Regions from separate parts of the Mus musculus genome. Here all the other regions are linked to region 2. Evidence: chromatin contacts called from public ChIA-PET, HiChIP or PLAC-seq and promoter capture Hi-C data. All regions are on one chromosome and are shown on one strand. Each heading gives the region's core, a stretch centred on a gene start, on an enhancer-like site or on the middle of the called end of the contact. The rest is flanking DNA. Distances are from core to core; before and after follow the strand shown. Region 1 holds the start of Cdc14a (CDC14 cell division cycle 14A). Region 2 holds the start of S1pr1 (sphingosine-1-phosphate receptor 1). Region 3 holds the start of Rtca (RNA 3'-terminal phosphate cyclase). Region 4 holds the start of Gpr88 (G-protein coupled receptor 88). Region 5 holds the start of Slc35a3 (solute carrier family 35 (UDP-N-acetylglucosamine (UDP-GlcNAc) transporter), member 3). Region 6 holds the start of Mfsd14a (major facilitator superfamily domain containing 14A). Region 7 holds the start of Sass6 (SAS-6 centriolar assembly protein).

Region 1 (2,815 bases), core at 162-2,661, 710 kb after region 2:
TTTGGTCTATTCCTTAAAGTAGCAAAATATAATCGATCTGAAAGACAAGTTTAAAAGACAGAACATGAGAAGCAGGGACGCGAGACTGAGAGTGCAGATCATGCACAAAGGATTAATAACTGCTACACATCGTTTAAAGACCTTTAACACGTGGGATTCTTGGAGAAACAGGATCTTCCAGAAAGCTACAGAGCCCCAAAAGCACATCTTGCTAAGAGGCTAGAAGACCCAGCAGGGGGCAGAGCATCTTCTGAGTTCCCTCACCCCCTGGTTGCGTGCGGGCGGGTGCAGACAGGAGCTGTGGGTACCCGCAAAACTGGAGACACAAGTTTGGTTCGGAAACCTTCAGACCTCAGCTGCGGTGGAATGGGAAAAGAGGCGAGCTTCTGCCGCTGCAGCTTAGCAGACTTCAAGAGGAAGGAAGGAAAGATAGGGGGGTGTGGTTGGGGGTAGGGGGTGTCCCAAAAACACGGGCCAGCCACCGAGGAAGTAGAGAGTTAGCGGATGGAGGATTAAAACCAGCAGGCTCCCCACCAAGATAGGTTTGCAGGAGGATCCCAAGCAGAGAAGCCTGCACTGTCCGGGTACGAGGAAGCTGCAGAGGGAGTGAGAACGCGAAAAAAGAAGCCGGAAGCAGGGGGTCCTCCGGGAGTTGAGTAGCGAGAAGGGGCCCGAGCGCCGAGCCGCAGTACTGAGGGACACAGGGCCCGAAAAGAAACCCAGCATAGAGGCTTGGGACAAAGGGGTGAGCCGTGAGGAGTTGGGGGGGGGGAGTGGCGTGGAAGGGCCGGAGGATGCCGGGTGGCTGCTCCTCACCTTTCATGAACTCGCAAGCCCCGATTAGTTCCCCAGACTCCGCTGCCATCTTAAGCGAGATCCGCACGGGGGAGGGCTGGGTCGTGGCCAGCTGAGGTCACCCGCCCCCGGGGGCTTCCCCACTGCCCAAGAGCTGGGAGCTCGCGGTCCCAATCACCGAGCCTGCCTGAGGGAGGAGGCAGTCGCCCAAGGCGGAGGCAGCTGCAGGGTCAGCGCGTGGGGCGCCCCGGGGACATTCCGTGGGGAACCGAACCCGCTGGGCGCGGGACGCACACGCCCCGGGCTGTAACCGCTGTGATCCGGACTCTGCGGCGGCGGCGGCTGCTGCTGCTTCTCGAGCTGCAGCTCCTCCTTCTCGCGCTGCACCGTCTCCACCAAACCTGGACGGCGCACACCAGCTCCCAAGGCCGGGCAAAGTCTTTCCCCGGCTCCCAAAGTGATCATGGAGGACAAGACGTTTGGCCCGGATCGCGCCCGTGGCCACTCGTGCGGCAGCGGGCAGGACTCCGGAGGTGTCCGCGGGGCTAGTAGCAGCTGCTCAGACTCCTCCTTCGCCACCTCCTTTCAGCAGCAACTCTTCCTCCCTCTCCTCCTCCTCCTCCTCTTAGGTCCGCCCCCAGACCTGCCTCCCCGCCCTCCCTCGTCCCCCTCCACTTTCACCACTCCGCGGCCATCCCTTAAAGGGACAGCTCGGCTCCTTTCTCTGAGCCGGCCTCGGGCCCCAGTTACCAGGCGCCCCGCGGGTCACTAGGAGCCAGTTGCTAAGGCTTTGTTGCCTTTCACCAATTGCTACACAGGAAACTTGGCCCTCTGCCTGGGTGGGGTGGGGGTGGGGTGGATGTCAGGCGGAGCCACAAACTTATGAATGAAAAAGGATGGGTAGAGAGGAGTGAATGCCTCCCAGGAAGCTGCGACTGCCTGGCGGGCTGAGATGCTGTCTCCACGTCTGCACCGGCTAGCTCTTCTTCCACACCAGATTTTTTTTTGTCTCTCAAGCTCTTTCCTGCTTCACTCAGTTTCTTCTAAACTCGCGCGCGCGCACACACACACACACACACACAGAGACACACACGCACGCGCGCGCAGACACACACATTGAAAAACCTCAGACCTTCTCCATGTCGGGTCGTACCGCTAGCTATCTTTCCACCAACCCCTATTCTCACCACTATCGGATCTGTGTCTTTATAACCAATTTTCAAAAGAAGCGATACCTCCTAGCTCCTGAGTACACGGACTGATGCCCTGTAAGTACTAGAGTCTGCTCTCACCTAGGCTTTGTTCTCAAGGGGGAAAAAAATTCCCGTCCAGTTCTCCAAGTCCTTTCATTTTGGCCACAGGTGTGAGCGCAAAATTACACCAGAAGTGTAAGGCTCTAGTCTCGGACTGTAGGCTATCCTAGGCGAAGGGAGAAGAGGGAAAAGGATCTCTTGTCCACAAGAGAAATGAACAGAAGATTTCTGTAGTCTTGGCTGGAGCGTTGCAAAGGAGTACAAAGGCTCCTCTCCAGGAGGCCCCGGACTTGTTCGGCAACGTTTTGATCCAGTTTGGAGAACTTTAATGCTGGGAGCCCTAGGGACGGAACTAGTGGCCAGCCCTTCCCTTACGAAAATGGCGCTACTGAACCACTATCACCAGAGCATGCGCTCTGAGTGGTTTCTCCTTGAAACGGGGATTTGTGCAAGCCTTTGAAAGCTCGCAGTTGCGTGTTGACCTCTAGGGAGAGAGGGGGCGCTCGAGCAAAGTGCCGGCTGAAGCAACTTGGAACACTGACTCCAGGGAGGCAATTCTTAGGCCATTCTTCTGCTCTGCCGGCTTTCCATAAAGCTAAACAAGCACAAAACTAAGTGGATACTACTTTGATATACTGGAAAGTTATTCAGAGCATCTCGGTAATTCTAGCCAAACACATCCTTGGTAAGGGAGTTAAAAAGACACCCTCTCCTTACATTCAAAAGTTAACCCCGAAAAAGAAACAGACTTTACAACTGTAAAAGTC
Region 2 (2,700 bases), core at 173-2,672:
CTTTGTAGGAGGTCATTTGACAAGTAAGCCGTTTTCTGGGCTCTATTAATAACTCCCTAGGAGCAGGTGTGCTGAGGGTCCGATGGTCAGAGGGTAAAGCGAGGTGTGGTGTGGGCCGCCAGGCCTTGAAGTAAACAGGAAAGCTTGGCGCCTCCGTGAAGCAACTGCCTATTCTTCTTTTTAAAACTTCTGTCTTTACTCCTCCGCCTCACCCAACCGCCCCACAAGTTCATTTATTACGTTTAAAGGTATTCACGGAGAACCCCTCCTAAGAGATTGCAGCAAATCCTAGACGTTTCTCCATGAACTGATTGCTTAAGAAAGTTTTAACTTTAGCCAACGCTTACTTGCACACACACACACACGAAAGTCACCCTGCTAGCGATAACGAAGCACGCCACTTTGTTTTAACTTCAGGTACATTAATTTCCAGAAACACATACTGCTAAGTTTGCATGGGCACTTTTAACTTCCTCCGCTCCCCACACCCCCAACATTGCCTCCTCTCAACAGAACTAGCAATCCCTAAAGGGCACACAGCACTACTTAAGTTGGACACACAGCACTAAATAAGTACTCTAAAGTCTGCACAGTAATTGATCAACTCTATAACAAATGAGGGGGGAGGGGACCCTAGAGACATTGTAGTCATTTCTGTGACAAAAGCTTACGAAACTCAACATTTCTCCACTCTTATCGCTACAGTCCATTCTCAGGCAATGGAAATTATTGGCGTGGTGCCTGATAATTTTGTCTACAGGATTTCAAAAAAAAAAAAATAATAATAATAAGCGTCTTCCCTTTTCTCCGTTCTAATGAATCACAGCTTCTCTAGCATGCCCTCCCCCAGTCGTTTCTATAATTTGGAAATTAATCTTTTTTTTTTTCTAACTTCATAAACTCCGTGCCCCAAGAAGAAGTCAGTCAAGAAGGACTCCATAGCATCTTGGTGATGCCCGGGTTCGTTTTGCTTTGTTTTTTCTCAAAGTTTTTGTTTGTTTCGTTTGTGTTTAAAGGTTCGTTCTTGACACCTGGACGCCCCATAGCCGGAGCCTGCGAGGCTCACAACCCCCTACCTCGCTCAAGCCGGACGAAGCTGCGTCCGCAGGACTCTGGGTCTACACCGCGCGATCCGCATCTTGCTGCTGTCGGCGACTGACGGCGACCAGCTCACTCGCAAAGTTCCCTGAGCTGGGGTCCCCTCCCTCCTCAGCGGTGCACTCCAATGGCCAGCCCTGCCTGCGCTGCCCGCACCACTTTTGCAAGACGAAGTCTCTGAGCGCCCCGCCGAGGCTGGGTGGCTCCTCTAGGAAGGGACTGGGAGGGGTTAATGCTTTTAACTCCTCCGCCCTCTGCCAGCGGCAGGGGGCCCCTCAGGGTCTGGGCTGCTAAGAAGCAGCCTCCCAGAAAGATCTGGGGCAGAGTGACTAAAATAAAACCAAATGAATAGGAGCCCCTCCGCCCCAACCAGCAGAGAGAAGGGAAGAGAAGGGGCGGAGCCTGGCAGCTCCTAAATTCTAATTCACACAGCTTCCCGCAGTCCCCAGCGCGGGACGGACTCTGAAACTAGGCATGGGGATCCCTGGGAAAACTTTTCTTCGTTAAAAATCTTAGAGGACAGAGGACAAGCCTGCACTTGGTAGAGGAGCTTTCTGGTCCCAGACCCCACAGCCCTGAGGATCCGTGTAGCCCGAGTGGTCCGGTGCCCTGGGGGCCACTTCCACGCGGTCAGGGGAAACCCGAGCCACTGCCCGGAGAGCCGCAGCCACGCCGCAGAGAGGGGATCCTGAGAAGGTCGGAGGAGAGCAGCCCCGAAGTACTGAAAAGCTTCTGTCCTCCACCTCCTCTTCCTCCACCCCCTCCACTCCGATCCTGGTGAAGCCTTGAAACTTGCGGTCTGGTGGGCAGAAAGTGGCTTTCCCCGGGTGCACGGTGAAGTGGGCCAGTGCTGTGCTTGATGTTGGACCGGGGGTTCCCCTCTCTCAGCTGACCGCAAAGCCAGGCGGTGTGCCCCAGATTCTGGGAAGCTCAGAGGCCTTTGAGGAGGTGGGCTGCTGCCCTGGCCTCAGAGATTTAAACAATCCAGCAGCAGTTCAGGAATGTCCACAGGGGAAAGAGGTTGCCTGTCCTTTCACTGGCCAGTGCCTACAGCCCCCTGCCTAAAGCTGGACCCCTCTTCTCTCCCTGTCTACGTAGAGATAACTAAGAGATCCCCAAATCTAAGGAATTGCACCTTGTCCACATTTTTCTACTGTTAGATAATGCTAGATTGAGGCTGAAGAGGCCTTGGTCAGATTTGTCTGAGTAGCAGATGGAGGCCTTTATGCCTTGTCTGTCTGTCCTTCTGTTAAAAAGTGGTTCCACCCAAGTCCCCTGTTCTCACTGCCTTCCCACCCTGAGCAGATGTGATCACAAAACTTCCTCTGCTGTGCAGTTTCAATTAACAGACACACCCTGTACCTGAATGACTCAAGAGAGACAGAAGAAACAAACAACAGACCCCTACCTTCTGGGATTTTATGAGCTTGCAAAAAAAAAAAAAAAGTAGCTGTTAATTCATATTTGCCTAGAAGCACTCATTGACAGTTTCCTACCTTACCTACCCACAAACTACAGATCTTGCAAAACAATATGGAAACCAAGATAACAGCCGTCCAGTCTCCTCCAGAAAAGACAGAGTTTGAGACTGGTTTCATTTGA
Region 3 (2,700 bases), core at 172-2,671, 790 kb after region 2:
GTCCAAAGAGCACTCCCTCGAAGCCAAAGAATCTACATCTGAACCCAGGTCTGAATGGAGGACTGAGTGAGACATACATACCCTGCTGTCTTGGTATCTGCCGTGTGGACTCCACCTCTGATCTTCTCGGGGGTAAAGGTTATCTCTGTTGAGCCGATTTCTGCTCCCTCCAGGTGCCCGCCACACAAATCACGAACCATTTCCAGTCCAGATAAATGCTGAGGCCTTCAGGTCATAAGACTGCATCAAAACGTGTGCCATCAGACTGCCTATACCCCACTCTATGACAGTTACAAAAGCAATGGCCAGAAAACAAGTGTGATGTCTTCCAACAGGAGAACTTTGTCTGGGGCTTTTGATTTCATTCAATGACCACCCCGTGACACCAGTACTACCTAAATTATGTACTCCTCATCCCTAAATTCCCACCTTGAGGCCTCAACCCACACAAAATGTGATCATTTAAACAGGCCTTTTAAAGGTACAATCAACATAAGGGAGGCTATTAGGGGGTGCGGTAATACAATTTGACTGCTATTCTTATGAAAAGAGAGGGTGAGATTAGAGGAACAGGGATGTAGTTCAGTGGGTAGAGGGCGTGCACAGTGTGGAGGAGGCCTTAGGTTTTATTTCCAGAACCACATAAACTGGGCATGGTGGCACACAGCTGTAATTATAGCATCTGAGAGGTGGAAACAGGAGAATCGAAAGTTCAAGGTTATTCACCCTAGCAGAGAAGTTCCGGATTACCCTGGACTAGATGATATCTTGCAAGAACAATTAACAATAAACCTACCATGACAAGAACATGGACAAGCTACCCTGTTTCAAGGCGTCCTAAGGACAACTAGCGGCCTGCCCTATGGACAGAAACGGAGAGCAAAGGCCGCACTCTTAATTGCCGCCCGGGCCTCCTCCCCCCTAGAACCCGGGCTCCGATCTCCGGGCTCCCAGGCCCCCTACCCAAACTCCCCGCCCGCCCGCCCGCCCGCAGTACCTGAGGCCCGGCGTGCTGCGGCCCGCGCGGATCTTCTGCACGCGCAAGGGTAGGCCCAGGAGGCAGCTCAGGGCGGTGGAGACCCTGAGGATCTGGCCGCCCTGTAGAGAGCACCGGGGTGGAGAAATGACAGAGGTTGAATGGAGGCCCCCGCCGCCACGGCTCGCCCCGGCCCCTAGCAGTCCCACACTCACCCCTTCCATGATCCCACCGTCCACCTCCACCCGCTGGCCCTCCATGGCGGGCGCCTCTGAGCCCGGCCGGCAGCGACCACGTCCCTGCTGCAACCGGCAAAAGACGAGGCGCCCGCAAGCCCGCAGGCCTGATAGTGCGCTTCCGGGCCGAGCTCGCCGGAAGGAGAAAGAACCCGCGCCTCCCGGGAAACTGTTGCTGTGGAAACGAATTCCCCAGGGGACCCTGCCGGCAGCTGTACGCATGCGCTCCACCCAGCGCTCAGAGAGGCCGCGCGGGGCGTTGTGCGACTGTGTACCCAAACTAGCAGGGAACTGGGCTGGCCACAAGGGGGTGACACAGCAAAACCTTCAGGCTCCAGAAGCCCTTTCCCCCCAACAGGTACATTCTTCAGTTATCCCCCAGGCTGGTATTTTATTTTCCCAATCATGTGTAAGCACTGCCTTCTCCAGCATCCTCGGGTACCTCAAAGACTGGGAAATGAGGCTGAATTGTGTGATGAAACATCACTGTCGCCTAATTTCGATACTGTACTAACACAGTATTTTGGAAGCATGTAGATTACTTAAATCAATCTGGAACGTGCTCCAAGATGTGAATGGTTACTTGAAATGTTACCGTCAGAGCCTGGCCCCTGGCAGGCCTTAACAAAGTAGGCTCAGCCAACACCTTCTCAGTAGCCAAGCCAAGAAATAAGTATTAATGGAAGGCAGAAAGAAGAGATCTGTTACGTGTGGTCCCATTGGGAAGAGAAAAAAATAAATAAATAAACCTAGTCTATCTTCAGGGTTCTGATGGAAAGCTTAGGTTTAAGTAGAGAGCAACAGTGATTCACATGCAAGCAGTCCTAATCTAGGTGTGGTCCAGGCCAACACTGACCTGCCATCGACTCAATCTCTTCTGCAAAGTGGTCTAGCAGATTTTAGAACTGTAAAATCTCTTCCTGGGGCTGGCGAGATGGCTCAGTGGTTAAGAGCGCCGACTGTTCTTTCAAAGGTCCTGAGTTCAAATCCCAGCAACCACATGGTGCCTCACAACCATCCGTAACGAAATCTGATGCCCTCTTCTGGGGTATCTGAGGACAGCTACAGTGTACTTACATATAATAAATAAATAAATCTTTTTTTAAAAAAAAATCTCTTCTTGGATGACAAACTTGCCCCCCGGCTGGCTCGGGAACTCCGGCTTTTCCCATGGCCTAGCATGAGACTCAGAGAAACTTCCTTGTCTCATGGTCCGCTAAACCAAAGGGAGAGGCACAAACCCATTATAGTGTACAGAAGATGGTTTAGCGGCCTAAGAACCTAAAAAAAGGAGATACCAGTGATATAATTTTACAGACAGGAAATAATAAGACATTGAAGCAAGGCTGCTGTGCGAATATACATGTTGTACTTTTTAAAAATTATTATTATGTGAATGGGCATAATGTGTACACATTCATCTGTACACAGAGGCCTGAAGAGGGTATCGAATTCCCTGTGACTGGAATTCCAGAGGATTGTGAGCCA
Region 4 (2,781 bases), core at 170-2,669, 540 kb after region 2:
CCCGCCGCCAGGAGCGCGGGGTAGTGGACTTGCGGTGGCTCGGCTCCGGGCTTAGGAGCCCAGGGCGGGAGCAGCAGCACCAGACCCAAGGCGAGCGCCCAGGACAGTGCCAGCATGCCCACCGTGTGGCGCCGTTGGTAGAGCACCTGGTAGGTGGCAGGCGCCCTGGTGATGAGCAGGTAGCGGTTCAGCGCCACGAGGCAATGGGACAGAAGGGACACAGTGAGCCCGAGGCCCAACAACCCGCCCCGGAGCAGGCGGTAGCTGCCTCCGCCACCGTCCCAGTCCCCCGGGGGCTCCGCGGAGCCCGAGGGCAGGAGCCCCAGCACCGCCTCCTGTGGCATCCAGAGGGCGCAGACGCTGAGATCCGCGGCGCAGCCATTCACGATGAAGGCGTTGCTGGTGGTCTGCAGCTTTCGGAAGGACGACACGAGATAGATGACCATACCGTTGGCCAGCGTGCCCCCGATGGCCAGGCCCGAGTACAGGAGAGACACCGGGATCCGCCGGCCCGCCCACGATTCTTCTTCCTCGCAGAGCAGCAGCAGCGATCCCCCGGTAGTGGTGGAGGTCGAAGTGGAGGAGGAGTTGGTCATTCTGGCCAACTCTTCACACCTCGCGCCCTAGCGTTGGCTTCGTGTAGCGTGGCCCATCCTGGCACTTGCCTGCTGGGAGGGCAAAAACATTTCTTCAGCCCGCTGTCACCGACACAAAAGGCTGAAGCCGAATAATGGGCTGGAGGAGGGGGAGAAGGGAGGGAGGTGAAAAAGAACAGGAGAACGGGGGTGGCAGATGACAGGTGCCTGCCTCAGAAATGTCTCCGATGACAGAGAAGGTCCGCTTTACACTCAGCAAGCAGCAGGGAAGCCCTAAGGTCATATCCACACCTAGGACAGTTTCCCCAAACACACACACACACACACACACACACACACACACACACACACACACGAGTTGGGAATGTGTGTTGCCAGCCGGAGCTCTCTTTACCGAGAGAAAGTAGATATCTCCTAGCTGGGAAAAACGCCAAAGAGAGGGAGTAGAGGTACCTTGATTTGGGGCCAGTCCTTAGCTGGTGATAGCAGAGGGAGAGATGCCAGGAAATACCTCCTCGGCAGCAGCATCTGTGGTCCAGAAGTCAACAGGAGAAACTGAGCTGGGACCCGTGCCAGGAGCAAGCGCCTTGCTTCTCCCGTGCAGCATCCCCACACATGGTCCCAGGCAGGAGCCAACAGCTGTGGGGAGTCTCCTCAGCTGGCAGTAGAATTGGAGAAAGTCAAGCGGTAGGCTGCAAGCCCAGAAGGGTGGGCAGGCAGGCAGCAGCAGCGAAGATGCCTGGCTACAAGAGCAGAAGAAACTGAGCTGGAGAGGAGCGCACCCTGTGCTCCAAGCAAGAGCGCTGGCTGATGTGGCAAACCCACTTGGAGCCTCTCCTGCTCAGTTATCCATCACCCAGGGAGAAGACAGCCTTTCCCTGCTTCATGAATTATTCAGTAACTGCTAACTTGTAAAAGAGAAAAATACCTTTTTCAGAGAATCCTGTGGTTAACAAATCTCTCTCTCTCTCTCTCTCTCTCTCTCTCTCTCTCTCTCTCTCTCCATTCTGTCTCATTTTTCACTCTGCCTGATTTTTTTTTCTTTCCTTCCTTTTTTTCCTCTCCTTTAAATGTTAGAGTAAAATTTCATCTCCATCTGAATCATCCTGGAGGTAAGACTTCTTTTCTCAGAGATAAATATACCCCAGTACAATTTCAGAGAAAATTACCTTACATTTGAATTGAAATTCAGCCACATACACACACACACACACACACACACACACACACACACCCTTGGCAAAGTGGGACATGAGTAATTAGCTACAGAAAATATGCGAGCCTTAGCTCAAATCATAATTTCAATTCCTTTTCCCATCGCTAGACACCTCTCCTCTTGGCTTGTGTTTCGGCGGGATGAGAGAAGTGTGAGTACCATAGTCAGGCGATCTAAAGATGGAGTCCATCGTCCAGCTAGACAATGGAACACCAGTTAGCAATGAAGAGGAATCATCTGTCAAGACATAAAACACCTAAGGAAACCGGAAATGCTTGTTATTAAGCAAAAGAAGCATCTGAAAAGGCTGCGCACTGCCCAAGCCCAACTGTATTCCATACTGGGAAACGTAAAACTGCAGGGACCACCAGCTGTCGGGAGGGGGGGGGGGGGGGCTAGGGACCGGGAGGTGGAATACAGGGCAGGGAAACTACTCTGGATGGTACTCTGATGGTGGAAAACATCACTGTACGTTTGTCCAAACCTACTAGATAAACACCCAGAGAACCTGTGTGTAAATTATGGGGTCAATGTAAACGTGTCAGGATGCTTCATCGATTGTGACAAATGAGCCAATGTAATGGAAGATATGACAACTGGGAAGTTGTGTGTGTGCTGAGTAGGAACTGTGTGGTGATCCCTCTCCTCCTCCTCCTCCTTCTTCCTCTCTCTCTCTCTCTCTCTCTCTCTCTCTCTCTCTCTCTCTCTCTCTTTCTCTCTGAACCTGCACGGCTTTTGCTAGGCTGGCTGGCCACTGATCTCCAAGAATCTTCTGTTCCTGCTCTCCCAGAGCTGGGATTACTGATATGTGCCACCATGCCTGGCTTTTTATGTGCGCACTTTGGATCTGAACTCAGGACTGATACTTGTTTGTCAGGCACTTTACTGCACCCTGTCCCCAGAACACACTCAGCAACTTTTATTCAGGCCTGCTGTGATTATTAAACTAAAGTTTAAAGCCTATTTTTG
Region 5 (2,754 bases), core at 103-2,602, 1.0 Mb after region 2:
TCGCTGAGTATTTCTGAGAGAACTGTCAGAGAGTGGCATTAAATCTCCAGCTTCAAAAAGCGATTGCAAAGAACTAAAATTACAGCTCAGTGACAGAGTGCTCCGTCAATTCCCACGGGGTTCACTGCCCAGCACAGCCACACACAGTGAAGAGGGGGCAGGAGTGGGGGTGTGTGGGTGGATGAAGAGAACCAGGAGATAGTGAGACAGAGAAGAGAGGGGGCCCTGCTCATGCGTGTGCTATCAGGTCAGGCGTAGTTCCAAGGCAGAAAGACTTAAAGCTGCAAGTTCCGTTTTGGAAGCTATTGGTATGGTGCACCTGAAAGTGACCAGAAAATAAGGGCAGATGCGGTAGGAAAAAATTTAAAGGGAGGGAAGTTAGTCAGACGCATAAACGTAGGAGTCATTCATTTGAAAGCAAGCAACTTGAGTTAGTAGCAACGGAATGAAGACGTGAGAAACAACCAAACATTACCTGTAACTACCAAAATAAGTGTCTACAAAGACTCAACTCAGGTGCCATCTTCAAATATTGCGTTTAATAGGATATAATAAAGGGCACACTCCTATAAGTGCCTTGCTACAGTTAAAACCCATTACTTCGTTTAATATCCCTTAATTAATCTGAACTAGCAGAAACTTGAGTTAGCTTAAATAAAATGTTCACTAAGCTCCCCACTCTTCAATACTTAGAACCCCTGCAAACTCTCGCCACACACACTGATGGACACCCATCGCCTTCGGTCTAGACTTACCACGGGCACCCTTTCCATCTCTCCAAGTCCCTGCAGCTTCTTGACTACACCGTCCTTTCTCACCGAGCAGACTCGTCCCTAGCCCGGGGTCACAGGCTGAGCCGGAGCTCCCGAAATGACCGCGGAAGGACAGGCCGCCAGCCTGGCCCCCAAGGCACTTGGCCCGCCAGTCTGGAGCTTGCAGGCACACTGCCTGCCACACCCCTCCCCTCCCGACCTTTTCCTCCTCCACCCAGAACGTTTCGGCACGTCCAGGCCGGAGGTACAAGGCGCCCATTCATCTACTCCTCATAAACTAGGGCTGCAGCCGTCCGCTGTGGTCCCGGTGGCCTCAACCGCCCCGCGCCCTCCCAGCCCGGCCTCGGCGTCCCGCCAGCTTCCCCCAGCGCCCTCCGCTCACCCGCCGTGCGGCTCGGCCAGCTGCCCGCACTGGAGCCCCGGGCTCCGCGACGCCGGGAGACCCAGGCTGCCGAGCCCGTCGGCTCCGCCGCGTCCGCTGACCCGCAGCACCGCCGGCTCCCGCCGGCTCTGTGGCCCGGACCGCTTCGGTGAGGCCCAGGCGTTTCCGGGTTCCCGCGGTCCGGTCCGCCAAAGGATCCGGCTTCCGCCTCGGCCCCGGCAAACGCCGTTCCCTGTTCGGCTCCGGGGGCCCCAGCTTCGCGCTTGCGGGACGCGTCCCTGAGGCGACCCCAACCGCGGCTGCTCCTCGCGCAGCTCCCGTGACAGTCTCACGGTCGCCGGAGAGTTTGATAGGAAGGTGTCTCTCTCCCCACAGTCCTGCGGCAGAAAGTGGCGGGATGATCTGTCACTTAAGGAAGGGGACAAAGTCCTTTGGATCAAAGAACTCTGATGAGAACCGGGAGGCGGATCTTGGCTCCTGAAAATGACCACCAGTGAGTTGAAAACAAGATTATACCTGGTGCAGGTTACCAACCTTAGTCTAGGAGCCAGCTGGTTCGGTTAGGAATGATCCCTGTCCCCCACCCTGGGAGACCTGGAAGAGTGTCAGGAACGCAGAATGGGCTTAGTGTCACTAACCAGGGGAAAGGTGAAGAGAGAAAGAGAGCAATTTACCTCTTCCTGTCTGCAAGAATCTCATGCATATTACGTTTCAGTCTGCTAATGTATTTCCAAAAGTTCCCAACCACTGTAGCCATTGCTGGCTGTGGACAGGCTGAAATGTAATATTCTGGGTCCGGATTGATCATCGGATACAGCAGATTTATCCCTTCCCTGTTAAAACAATGCTCCTAGAATTAAGCTTACGCTTCTTTGCGTGGCAAATGATTAAAACCATCCATTAGGGAAGCATCGTTAGAAAACAACGGAGAAAAATAAAATTAAATGACTGTTAGCACATGATGCCTCGCTTAAATGTTTGTGTAATCCGACCTTCAGAAAACTTCTGGGGGATGGAATGTGGATTAGATCTTGATATTTGCTAGGGTCCGAACCTAAAACGTCCCCCAAAGATTCATCATGTGGTAAAGGTTTGGTTGCCAGCTAATGGACTTTGATGTTGGGGGAAGTGAATGGATAGTGAACCTCTGACCTAAGCCACTGATGTATTAAATCTTTGAAGGTATTATTAGGAGATGGTGTAAATGGTGGCACAAGCCTATTTGGAAGAAGTGGGTCGCTGAGGGTGTGTCTTAACCTAGCCTTTCCTCTAGCTCTCTTTGCAGCCTGTATGCTTTTTTTGGTAAATAACTGCCCCAGTACATAAGTTCCAACCAGAGACCCAGAGGCAATGAAACCTAGTCACCATGAACCAAAACATCTGAAACGATGATGTTTCAGGGAGGACTAATAAGTCCTCCCTCTAAGTGGCTTTCTCAGGCAAAAAGAAAGTAACAAATACAATACTTCTTATACTTCTTACTTTTTTTTTTTTTTTGACGGGGTCTCACATTGTAGCTCAGGATGGCTCCAGGCTGGCATTGAAGGTCTCGATCTCTTAGCAACCATCCTGTCTCAGCCTCTCTGTGCTAGCTAGGAT
Region 6 (2,700 bases), core at 131-2,630, 950 kb after region 2:
TCAGGTACAGTAAGAAAATCTGGAAAGCTCTGAACCCTCTTTTTTCACTAAAAGTCAAAGCTATGACAACTAATAAATCTGACAGTTAACTGAACATATTCCGAAATCGTTCCATATGTCCCAAGCTTTCTAAATGATGGCAGTTGGACTAGGCCATGTTCTCAAATGTCAAAAGAAAGTTGTCATTTATTTCAAACTGATTTCAGCAAATCCTCCGCGGTGGCCTACTTACATATTTAGTGCTTTGCTAGCATTGATCAAGGCTCCATTAAACTACAAACAAATGGAAAGAAACAATGTCTGCAACTTCACCACAGAGACACATCTTACTTTTCCATTCTATTTCGGAACGCGATACCAAAGGAGTCAGCAAAGATCAGAGTGTAACGCTACAAACACACAGCACAACAAAAGTGTACGTTTGTTTTCCAATGACAAATCCTATATCGACGTCTGGTAGCACACTGCACAGTGCATAAAGTTTTCTGCGAGTAACGACTGTCTAAAAGGCACATTTTTAGCCTCAGTCCGCCTGCCAGAATCTGTCTCCGATCCTCACGCCATGACCAATTCTAAAGACTTATTTTGAGGCACAAGGTGAAGATTTCTCTAACGGAGAGGGCCCCAGGGAAGGTCAGGCTTCCGACGCCGGGAGAGGGGACGAGCCCACTCCCCGACAAGGTAGCCGAACAGCTCCAAGCCGCTGCTCCGGCTCCCGGCGACCGCGATGGGACAACGCACGTACCCTGGCCCAGCGGGCCGCGGCGGCGGCCACCCGCCACAGCATACGGAGCGCAAGGCTGCCCAGCCTCCCCGCGCGCCGCGCTGGGCCTGGCGAGGCTGCGGAGGGGCCGCCGCCTCCTCCCCGAGGCCGGGCGCACGTGGGCCGAGGCCGCAGGCTCCGAGACGCAGTGCCCCGCCGGAGGTACCAGCAGCGTCCAGGGGAGCCAGGCCGCGGAGGCCGCAGGCCGAGACCGCGGCAGCGCCGGCGGCACGGAAGGGCAGGGCGCTCTCGGCCCAGCGAAGGCGGAAGCGGGGGGAAGAGCGAGCCGGGCCCGCACCCGGGCCGTCCTGCGGCGCGGAACCAGCAGCACTCACCGTGCCTCCGTCCTTAATGATGATCTTTTTGGCCAGCATGATACTGCGGTTCGCGGCCCGTTTCTTTTTCTTCCCCTGGGTCATTTTACCATCCTCGACTCCCGGCGCTGCAGCAGCCACTCAGGGGGCGGGCGGCCCCAGCGGCGAGTGCGGTCCCGCCACTACTGCCGGGCCGAGCCGCTCAGGGCGCACGCCGCCATCTTGAGGGCCCGGCCTGCCTCGGGCGGCGCGTCACATCGTGCGATCGGCTGAGTCGCTCGCCACGCCCCCGTGACGCAGCCACGCCCCCGCAGTGCGGGCACGCCCCTCCAACCCTGCAATAGCGGAGGACTGGGAGGTGCCGCGGGAGCGGGTGGAGCCAGGTGCTTTGGCTGCCTAGCTTTTGCCCTCTAAGGCGCTGAGCGATGGCTATTTTAACAGTTTTTCCTTCACAGATGAACTCAAGTTCCGAAAAGTTTTTACCTACTCAAATCTGACAAATAGTTTCTCAGATGCTCAGGCGTCCCAGGCTAATAGCATCCGCATCAAATGCATCCCCACCAAAACAGAATTGAAGGGGACAACGGGAAAGTTTTCCAGGAATGGTCAGTAGCAGGTAGAGGAGTTTTAGCTGTTGATCTGATGCCCAGCTAGGTCATGCTGGCTTACATACCCCCACGTACCAGTACATTCTCTCCCAGTGTAAACTAGATGCCATACTTTATAGGCTTTTAAAAATTGGTTTGACTAGAAGACTGGTAGAAAGAGCAGACAGGTGGAATATGAAATGTGATATTAACAGTACTGACATTTACTTTGAGGCAGCACATTATGTAGACCAGGCTGGCCTCAAACTGAGAGATCTCCCTGACTACCTCCCATATTGTGATCAAAGTCATGTGCCACCATGTCTAGCAAAGTCTTCATTTTGGTAACTGTTGGAAAACTTTCCTTTAAATATACCTTCAGTGCTAGGTATGAACGAGCACAACACATGCTTTCCCCCATCAAACTGTTCGATAAAGGGGAACTGGAAACAAACCAAACTGTGGCAACAGCGATCCTGGATGTGGTGGCTCTAAGTAAGATAAATGTTCCCAAACTCAGTGATATTCCTCCCTGGGAGAAGTGGAAGGGGCTCCCTCCCTCTCCTGGCTTGTGGCCTGGTTAGTGATGGATGACCTTGTTTTAACAGGGCAAAGCAGAAATGACAGCACTGACTTTAGAGGAGAGGTCATAAAAGGTACTGTATGTTTTTGCTAGGCTCTTCATTTACTCCAGTCAGGGGTTGCCGATTGTTATGCCATAATACCAGAGGAACTATGGAGAGGTGCTGCCGTTGAGCTGAAATCTCCTTCAAAGCTTTGTGGATTATCTTGGAACGAGATCCTCTATGCCTGGTCAAGCCTTGAGCTGACTGCAAACTTTATGAGACCTTCAGCTATGAATACCCAGCTTAGCCACATTACTGGGATGGGGCTGTAGCTGGTTCTTTTGGAGTGCTTTTCCTGTAAGCATAGGGCTGCGGATTCTATCACCAACAATCAGTGAACCCAGCATAGAAGTGGATGCCTAGATCCTGGCATGAAGGAGAATCAGGAATTCAAGGACAAATCTGAGAGC
Region 7 (2,816 bases), core at 313-2,812, 880 kb after region 2:
TCATGTAAATAATAGTATAGACTTTCTATATTAAGTATAGACTTACTATATTATTAAGTAGAATAATAGTATGACTTGCTTCCTAAGGTTTGTGAAAATTGAATTTTTAAAAGCAAAATAACGTTTAGTACTAGCCCTACAGCCAAAGCTGACCAAGTATTTACTCTTAATTTTTCTCAATTGTTTATTTCAATTTATTTCAGAATGTTCATGAAGATACGCACACTGAATTTTAGAGAAAGTTAAGGAATTTTCAGTATTAAAAAAAACAACATTATTTCATGTATAGACTTTTAAATTAAATTCCAGTGTGATTCTTTGATGGAGACCAGCTAGTTGGGAGGCTAAGGCAGGAGAATTCCTGGGATCAGATGTTCAAGACCAATATGAGCAATTCAGCAAGATCCCCATCTCAAAAACAGAAAGTTGTCTTTCAAGGGAAATAGTACTCTAACTTTCAAAGCGTAATCACAGAACACACACACACACACACACACACACACACACACATTTTTAAAATCTATTGTTTGAGTTTAGAAACAGTGTATAGCAGGTTAGTAAAATGTTTTCTTTTTTGGTGTAGAGGGTAATGAGGCTTCCTGTGACTTTAGACTTAACTCTCCAGGAAAACACCTTATGAACTTGTAATTATTATTCTGGGACGGAGAAGGAAAAATAAACGTAAAATAACAAACTTCAAAGTTGAAAGCAAAGTTTTTTGTTTTGTTTTGTTTTGTTTTTTTCTTTTTTTTGTCTCTCAACAGACATTAATGTCATAAGACATTTTGGTTGTAAGTGCAAAAGTATTAGTGGCTCCTAATGTATAAAGAACAGGCAAATTACTAATCTACAAGTCTAAACAAACAAACAAAAATTGTTTCTAAGTTTCTTCCCCATGCATTCACAAGTGGTTATCGTTCAAAAACAATAACTATAATTAATTAGAACCCAGTTAATAAAACCTAGTGATCTTTTTCAAGCACTCCTTTATAAAAATAATCACTTCCCCTGAGGATGGGGGACTAGCGGAAGGAAGGATGAGTGTAAGGGTCTCTGAGACAGCAGAGGGAGCTTTTAGTACAAGAAAGCAATGCTCCTCGGGGGCTCCTCGCGGCTCCGAGCGGTGGGCAGAACTGCATTTACTTAAATCCATGGGACGGAAGCAGGAACCTGTCAAAGGGGCGAGACTGGGGTCCAGCACCCACAGACCCGCGACTCCCAGGAAGGGAGGGCGATAGCTGACCTCGGCGGAGCCAGCGTGTTCGCCACAGAACCTTTTCCCCGCGGCCGCCACCATCCTGCAGAAGCGCTTCTTCTTTTCTACGAAGTAGTTGCATCTGCCGTCGATGGGAAATCCGATCGAGGGCGAAGTCGCCGCCGGAGCCTCCATAACGCTGGGTCCTTTTGAAAGCCTGGCTCAGCCCAAAGTTGTCAGTCCCCTTTGGTCCCACTTCCCTTAACAAACGTGGCCGCCTGAGGGGGGTGGGTCCACGGAAATGACGCATCAGCCCGGCTCGGTCGGTGCCCGAACCGGAAAAAGGTGACGGTGGCTGACGAGGTCCAAAGCTCCTTCGTTCCCTCTGTTTATCGTTTCCCTCCTCCTCCGCGGGAGCTGAGCGCCAAACTCAAACTCATCGGGACCGGCTCTTCTTTGCAGCCGGGACCGAAGGCCGGGCCTACTGGGCTTCTTCACCCTCCCGTCGGGGCAGCGGTCCGACATGAGTCAAGTTCTGTTCCAGCAGCTTGTTCCCTTGCTAGTGAAATGCAAAGACTGCGAGGAGAGGTGAGCTCCCGGAGCCGGCGGGTGGCGGTTGGGGTCGCGCCAATGGGGAAGATGGCGGCTGGGTTCCGTGGGGATCGGTCGGTCCGCGGGTGTCGGACTGTCACACCGGGAATCGGGAAGGGACCCTGCGGACTTAATGGATACCTTTGTTTGTGGCCGGGCCGGCCGTTGCGGAGGGGACGCGAGGAAAGGGAATGAGGAAATGGCAAGCCGACTCCTTCACGTCCGTGTTCTGGCCCTCAGCGGGACAGAGCCCAGCCTGTCCTTTCTGGGTGGCAACTCTGATTCTCCCTGTCATTTCCACAAAAGCTTCACGGTGACTTCAGGGAGCTGTCCGCACTAGGATTCAGGTCGCCCGGCCCTTCACTCATGCTCTCCTTTGAAGAACACTGGGGGTGAAGCTTTAGAACTCCATCTAAAAACAAAACAAAACGTTCAGTGACATATTTCGGTTCATCCGCACGTCAGTTTCAATCATTTAACCAACTCCCAAAACTGGAAAAATCAGGAATTCTGTACATTCAAAACATAAGTCAACCCGTAAAGCCCTTCGTCGGACCCCTGGGGATACCTTGATCTTCACAGAGTTTACACTAGGGTATCTTATCGCACAGATGAATGCAAACTTGCCACACTAACCACAGGCGATCTGATTTTTCCCTCTTTTACTAATAACTTTTTAGTTGTTAGTTTCTGTGAACATTACATTTTCTCATTTGCTAAATTGATTTAATATGTCTAGCTGTTCATTTGATTGCAATGAAGACCAGGTGTGAAAATGTTTGTAGAAACTAAACGGTGAAAAAAATGTTGAATTAAAAAACAACAAAAACAAAAAGAAGACACTGATGTATTGAGTCGCTGGACTGTTAAACTGTGGTATGCGATTTAAAATTAGGTCCAGAATCAACCAGCAAAGCAGTCAGAAAAATGGACTTAAAACATCAGCCGTATATAGGAATCTGTAGGTTATTTAATTGTCTTATTGTTTGTTTGATTTTGACAGTTGAAGTGGTGCCCTCACTTAGCATGC

The links. Promoter capture Hi-C pulls out the DNA fragments that hold promoters and counts their contacts. ChIA-PET counts read pairs in DNA pulled down with a chosen protein or histone mark. HiChIP or PLAC-seq counts read pairs in DNA pulled down with a chosen protein or histone mark.
Region 1: an RNA polymerase II ChIA-PET map of memory CD8 T cells shows a contact between it and region 2, with 81 read pairs. The contact joins the promoter of Cdc14a here to the promoter of S1pr1 in region 2. A contact is called at or near these places in 2 of 39 promoter capture datasets (cranial neural crest and pre-B cells), 1 of 484 Hi-C or Micro-C datasets (B cells), 1 of 115 datasets of contacts at active chromatin or transcription factors (memory CD8 T cells) and 2 of 9 other capture datasets (adipose tissue and liver).
Region 3: a promoter capture Hi-C map of pre-B cells shows a contact between it and region 2, with 4 times the contacts expected there. The contact joins the promoter of Rtca here to the promoter of S1pr1 in region 2. A contact is called at or near these places in 9 of 39 promoter capture datasets (the 3T3-L1 cell line, the HPC-7 cell line, hematopoietic stem and progenitor cells and 4 more), 2 of 484 Hi-C or Micro-C datasets (muscle stem cells and nephron progenitors) and 3 of 115 datasets of contacts at active chromatin or transcription factors (astrocytes, bone marrow-derived macrophages and memory CD8 T cells).
Region 4: an H3K27ac HiChIP or PLAC-seq map of embryonic stem cells shows a contact between it and region 2, with 4 times the contacts expected there. The contact joins the promoter of Gpr88 here to the promoter of S1pr1 in region 2. A contact is called at or near these places in 3 of 115 datasets of contacts at active chromatin or transcription factors (all in embryonic stem cells).
Region 5: a promoter capture Hi-C map of pre-B cells shows a contact between it and region 2, with 5 times the contacts expected there. The contact joins the promoter of Slc35a3 here to the promoter of S1pr1 in region 2. A contact is called at or near these places in 8 of 39 promoter capture datasets (the C10 cell line, embryonic stem cells, hippocampal neurons and 4 more), 1 of 484 Hi-C or Micro-C datasets (B cells), 1 of 115 datasets of contacts at active chromatin or transcription factors (astrocytes) and 1 of 9 other capture datasets (adipose tissue).
Region 6: an H3K27ac HiChIP or PLAC-seq map of microglia shows a contact between it and region 2, with 8 times the contacts expected there. The contact joins the promoter of Mfsd14a here to the promoter of S1pr1 in region 2. A contact is called at or near these places in 1 of 484 Hi-C or Micro-C datasets (B cells), 3 of 115 datasets of contacts at active chromatin or transcription factors (astrocytes, microglia and regulatory T cell precursor) and 1 of 9 other capture datasets (adipose tissue).
Region 7: a promoter capture Hi-C map of pre-B cells shows a contact between it and region 2, with 5 times the contacts expected there. The contact joins the promoter of Sass6 here to the promoter of S1pr1 in region 2. A contact is called at or near these places in 2 of 39 promoter capture datasets (liver and pre-B cells) and 1 of 115 datasets of contacts at active chromatin or transcription factors (memory CD8 T cells).

The regions. Positions count from the first base shown.
Region 1 is chr3:116,422,621-116,425,435 of GRCm38.p6, forward strand. It overlaps Cdc14a (CDC14 cell division cycle 14A), which reads right to left and starts at 1,412. Exons shown (of 16, transcript NM_001080818.2): 1 at 817-1,412; 2 at 1-37. The coding sequence starts at 865. It overlaps Gm40125 (a long non-coding RNA gene), which reads left to right and starts at 1,631. Exons shown (of 3, transcript XR_867571.3): 1 at 1,631-2,063.
Region 2 is chr3:115,713,633-115,716,332 of GRCm38.p6, forward strand. S1pr1 (sphingosine-1-phosphate receptor 1) reads right to left here and starts at 1,423. Exons shown (of 2, transcript NM_007901.5): 1 at 1,077-1,423.
Region 3 is chr3:116,506,754-116,509,453 of GRCm38.p6, forward strand. It overlaps Rtca (RNA 3'-terminal phosphate cyclase), which reads right to left and starts at 1,422. Exons shown (of 11, transcript NM_025517.3): 1 at 1,192-1,422; 2 at 998-1,098; 3 at 82-225. The coding sequence starts at 1,236.
Region 4 is chr3:116,252,065-116,254,845 of GRCm38.p6, forward strand. Gpr88 (G-protein coupled receptor 88) reads right to left here and starts at 1,420. Exons shown (of 2, transcript NM_022427.2): 1 at 1,050-1,420; 2 at 1-668. The coding sequence starts at 596.
Region 5 is chr3:116,710,928-116,713,681 of GRCm38.p6, forward strand. Slc35a3 (solute carrier family 35 (UDP-N-acetylglucosamine (UDP-GlcNAc) transporter), member 3) reads right to left here and starts at 1,353. Exons shown (of 8, transcript NM_144902.4): 1 at 1,156-1,353.
Region 6 is chr3:116,661,297-116,663,996 of GRCm38.p6, forward strand. Mfsd14a (major facilitator superfamily domain containing 14A) reads right to left here and starts at 1,381. Exons shown (of 12, transcript NM_008246.2): 1 at 1,099-1,381. The coding sequence starts at 1,182.
Region 7 is chr3:116,593,396-116,596,211 of GRCm38.p6, forward strand. Sass6 (SAS-6 centriolar assembly protein) reads left to right here and starts at 1,563. Exons shown (of 17, transcript NM_028349.3): 1 at 1,563-1,783. The coding sequence starts at 1,719. It overlaps Trmt13 (tRNA methyltransferase 13), which reads right to left. Exons shown (of 12, transcript NM_030016.3): 2 at 1,244-2,198. The coding sequence starts at 1,390.